Regions from separate parts of the Gossypium hirsutum genome. Here region 1 is linked to region 2. Evidence: chromatin contacts called from public Hi-C data. All regions are on one chromosome and are shown on one strand. Each heading gives the region's core, a stretch centred on a gene start, on an enhancer-like site or on the middle of the called end of the contact. The rest is flanking DNA. Distances are from core to core; before and after follow the strand shown.

The links. A called contact is a pair of places that touch in the nucleus more often than the background predicts.
Region 1: a contact with region 2 is called in a Hi-C map of leaf, with 1.8 times the contacts expected there. The contact joins the enhancer-like site here to the promoter of LOC107889521 in region 2. A contact is called at or near these places in 4 of 34 Hi-C or Micro-C datasets (anther, cotyledon and leaf).

Annotation. Positions count from the first base shown.
Region 1 is chrA09:71,291,156-71,293,855 of Gossypium_hirsutum_v2.1, reverse strand. No RefSeq gene overlaps it. Among protein-coding and RNA genes, the nearest start is that of LOC107890337, 5.2 kb to the right of the region's middle. Within about 2 kb of position 1,260, at least 4 of the 9 cell types and tissues checked have an H3K27ac peak or open chromatin away from gene starts, as enhancers often do. A contact at or near this core is called in leaf, where this site is marked.
Region 2 is chrA09:71,178,767-71,181,466 of Gossypium_hirsutum_v2.1, reverse strand. LOC107889521 reads left to right here and starts at 1,413. Exons shown (of 4, transcript XR_001681768.2): 1 at 1,413-1,664; 2 at 1,918-2,077; 3 at 2,240-2,700.

The sequences.
Region 1 (2,700 bases), core at 11-2,510, 110 kb before region 2:
ATAGTATATATGTATAAGAATTAATGATTAAATATAAACGATTAATATATTAATAGTTTATATATATGGTCTTGGTTTCGGTTTTGAGATTCAAAACCGTTTAAACCAAATTAACCATAATTGCAGTTATTCTATATAAGAAAAATATATAGTAAAAACTCTACAAGTAAAGTTGGTGTGATGACAAATGTTTTATAAAATATAGTAAAATATTAAAAAAATAAATATATAAAAGAAACGAGACACATAGCAAAATTTTAAACCTACTGTGGAATTAAACAAATACACTACTAATATATCAAATACTAACCCTTAAATATAATATATATATATTTAATCCCTAATCCAACCAAACCAAAATCTAATCCCAATTAAAACTTTATTGAAAGCCTAACTTAAATAAAAATAAACCCTTTTCAAATTAAAAATTAATATAAAGATAATAATATTAATAAAATATCAAACATTAATCAATAAAAAACTAAAATTAAAATGTAAATTCTTAAATCATTAAAAATAAATTTATTAGTAATGTTTGTGATAAGTATAACATTAGTTATCATATTATTAAATTAATATATTATGTGATTATATATTTTATATTATTAGTAAATTTAAATTTTATAATATGTTTATTATAAATATATAATTATAATATTAAAAATATTTTATATTCAATTTATGTTTTTAAAAATTTATTTCATTTTATAATTTAACATAGAAATTTATTATTAATTAAGTTCGTTATTAATAATATATTAAATAATAAAATTTTAATATCTAATGCTTATCAACACATTTTCATAAAATAAACAATTATAATTTAATTTTTCATTTTAAAAAATATAATAAAATTGTATTAATTATTAATGTCTATTATGTCGATTCAACTATAAATACAGACTTTTTTAAATTTTGGGTCAAATTTATTTTAGATTTGGGTTAGATCGATTTTAGACTCAAATTCATAGAGATTCATGTTTTTTCATATTGATATCAAACTTTTTCAAATTTAAATCTATTACGGGTAGAAATTCATTTTTCATTCAAATAAACAGGGGAAGAATTTTCAGGGTCAGACCTATATTGCCAAGTATAAATATATACAACTAATTTGTGTTAATTTCCATGAGTCGTCTAAAATTACGGATGGAATTGTTAGTCAACAGAAAAAGCAACACCATTTAACTCTATCACGAATTACTAAATTTAGAAAAATCTGGAATTTCCGCAAGTAAGGGCCCAACCTATACAAACTTTAATGACAACAGTCAACTTTATCATTAAAGGCCCATATGGGGCTTTGGACCCATTTCTGTTGAAAAGTAGGGCATTACCAAAAATAGCAAACTCGGTCACCTCGCTCGCCAACCACTAACCAAAATACAAAATATAAATGCACTTCAATTTTGGAATGGGTTTGGACTTTTGGATCTACATCTTTATTTTGTTATTAAAAAGAAGAAGATATTTTTCACATTGAAGCCCCAAAAATGTCAAAGTTTGCTTTTTTGAGAGGAAAATGGTTTAGCTTCTAGACTGCCCCTTTTTACATAATTGGAGTTAAAATTTTGGTATTCACATCATTTCTAAACTTTGATTATTAGAAAAGAGAGTTACAAACTATTGTAACTTTTAAATCTTATTTAAAATATGAGTTATCTACCCGTGACCTGGATAGGTCTTACTAAATGGTTGAGTGAACAACAAAGGGGTTTCACGGACCCAACTCGCACAAACCAAGAGAAGGTCACGGTTTTAGTTCGCATGCGTTCAAGGAGCTCGCAGAAGGGAGATCATGTGCTCTGCAGGCGACCCAGGGTAAAACATGTGTCCAAAAGGCTGAAGTCCTCATGGAATGTTAATACTAGGAATAGAAAGGATAACGTGCTTCGCAGGTGACCCAGAAAGAGACACGTGTCCAGCAGGTCTAAAACTCGCACGGAGTATCAGTATTAGGAACAACAGTCAATAAAAAACAGTAGGGTCATATCATGAGTTGTAATAGCATATATAAATACCCGAATACTCCATTAATAAGACACAAGATAAAATTACTCAACTAACATTAAAATGTGGATTTAGTTGATGGCATAGAATTTAAAACACAAATAATGGACATTAATTAATGAGAAAGTGCAAAAAGTATTAGTCACTCATAAATAATGTAATAATTTATGATAAATATAATATTAGTTATCGTATAATTTGTGATAAGTATAATATTAATTATCGTATTATTAAATTTAGTGTAATCATTATATATATTCTATATTTATCAAAGTTGGTATGCATACATGAATAAGTACTGAGTACCTTAATGTCCTTAAATTATTAGGAAGACTGCCCCCAACAAATTAAGAACATTTCCCCATTAAGGTAAGCAATATTAGGCAAACCCATGCCTCTTTTCATTCTGATAACCCCTAAATTATTAAGTAGAGTCAATAAAATATGTCCATAAAGTATCAAAAATTGAAAGTGGATTCCCTCTTCATTTCAAACTTCTCTTTAATTTTTTTTATTGGAAACCTAACTATAAATATAAACAAAATAACTTATATAAAGAAAATTTTTAGTGTTTTCATCTATCGAATAGGATGGTTCCAGAATCATGATCTGCTCGGTGCAGTCCATATAATAATATTGAAATTTACTCCCTCCTAACTACAACATTAAAAGCCAAAATAAAAGAAATTT
Region 2 (2,700 bases), core at 164-2,663:
CTCACGTTACTATTGAGCAAAATAGTAGCATACATTTATATCACTAAAAGTTTAATATTAATGACAATAAATTATAAAGAATTTAAAAATTATAAAAATTATAAAAATACAAAAAAATAACATAAAAACTAAAAATGGTATATAAAATTATTAACTGTAAAACACTTATTTTCCAAGTTTCCGAGATCTGCTGAAATAGCATGTAAAAGTAAAGCATAATCCATCCATCCATCCATCATCCATGACCTTAAAAATTTAATAATACTGTAAATTGTAAGTTAATATCCACAACTCCATCTAGAAGAGCATGGTATCAAGACTTGTTAGCCAAGTGTTATAAAGCTCAAAAATATATATTTCTAAAATGTTGTGACCTTAGACATTTTAATCATGATGCAAATTGCAAGTCGATAGCCATAACTTTACTTAGAAAGCATGGTATCGAGATTTGTTCACCAAACTTGAGATCTTCTGTTGAAATTAATTGGGCTTATGGAGTCTTACTCAAATTAAAATTCTCTCTCGATTTAATTAAGAATTCTGAATGAGAATTAAATTCTTGTATAATTTCCTTTGTAAATTCTGAATGAGAATTAAATTCTTGTATAATTTCCTTTGTAAACCCTCAAGGTTAATCGAAAATACATAGCAAAAAAATTCTAAGAGGAAACTCTATAGAAATTTAATGGTATTTTATTTCAGTAAATTTTTTCGTACTCAAATAAATTCTATTTTTCTTGACTTGATATGGTGGATTAAGAGCAATCATAATTGCAGTAATCCAACAATTATAATTTAGAGCTAGAAGTTAAAATTTCAGTTTTAGGTTTAATAAAGGTTTGCATAAAGTTATTCTTAAAGCTCACTCTTTAAACAATTGTAAGTTCGAAATGAGTAAAGAATATCAATTGATTGAAAGTTTGAAGTATTCAAACTTTGGTTCAAGTTGATTGAAAAGCTCAGGCAACTTCCTAAAGGCCTTTTGCGACAATGAACTATCCTCTAAATATTTGATACATAAGTAGTTATTAATTGAGCCTATTTTTTTAGATATCACAACAAATGTTCGAATTAGAAAATTTTTAAATTTCCTCTACGCAAACTCTAAAATTTTCTAACATATTATTATTATTATTGTTGTTGTTGTGCTTTTTTCACATCATTGTCTACTTCTATGTGTGTTTGTTTTAGCATATATATATATTTGAAATTATTTTAAACTAGGCTTGTATTAATAAGAGAAAACAAACTACAAAGTATAAGAGTACATATCTATTAACCTAAGAAAGAGGCCTAAGATTGCAAAAGACCCAAAATAAAATAAATAAAACTTTAAATAAATGGCCCAGAAGATTTCAGATGGCCAAAAACTAAACAAAATATCTAGATATTACTATAGAATAATCCAGAACAACATTTAATGCGCCAAACTAGTGCCCAATCAGAATTTGTTGAAATTTGTCATCCTATCTTTCCATCATTTCACTGCCTAGTTGAAGATTTCAATCTTCAGAAAGCTTTTCCTTCTAAAACGTTTCATTTTCCTTTTTATTTTGAAGCTTTCTCTCTTCCTTTCTTCATCTTCGGAAACTTTCCTAATCTGGATCACACACCCAATCGAACTTTTTTTGTTCTTCGACGTACTCAAGGACCTCCATTTTCAGGTATATCTCTTCTTTTCTTTTTAGAGTTTCTATTGCAAGAAGATGTGCAAGAGTATTTGCAGATCTCGGTGTATGTTTGAATCTGATATTATTGGAATCATTTATCTTCTGTCGGATATCATAGATATATACCCCTACTAGTGACCGATCTTGACCCTTTGTGTTGCATTTCTTTATTATTGCGAGGGAATCTCCTTCGAAGATGATTGACTGCCATCCCTTTTTGATTCCTATTTGAACTGCTTTCCAACAGACTATTGTTTTAGCAGCAAATGCAGAGGTTATACCATTATGGATCTCTAAGCAGGATAAAAGAACTTTTCCTTCCACATCTCTAGCCACAATACCTGAAGCCCAACGATTTTGACTCCCGTTGTATGCACCATCGAAGTTAATCTTGATGAACTCACAAGGTGGTGTCTCCATCTTCTGTTTTTTGTTATTTTTACTGATTTTCTTTTTTCGAAACCAGTAAGTTTAGTAATGTAGTTACTGATGAAGTTTGCAATTTCCTCTCCATTACTAACTCTTTTGTCATGTATTCTTTTGTTTCGATCTCCTCATATGGCCCAAAGTGCGCAGCAGAAAAGGCGACATTGACAAGGGGTGAACTGCTCAAACACCCAGGCAAGCCACTGTACAAAGTCTATGTTTTGAATCATTAAAATATTCTGAAGTGATAATGCTGTCCATGCTTCTACTATAACAGGACATTCTCGGAATAAATGGTCCATTGTTTCAGCTCTTTCTCTACGTTGGGGGCAGCTTTTGTTGGTTGCTAACTTCCTATACTGCATATTTACTTTTGTAGGCAAATAATTCCATGAGAGTCTTCAGATTGTAATCTTTATTTTTGTTGGTAGATTTAGGCTCCAAATTTTTTTGTAAAATTTCCTGTAGATGGTTTGTAAAGCATAAACTCTAGGATTTGCATCAGAACTCTGTAATAGTTTATAGGCACTTTGGACCGAGAATTCACCCGACGATTCTCCTCCCAGATGAGGAAGTCCTCGTGAGGTGTTTGTGTCAAGGGGAT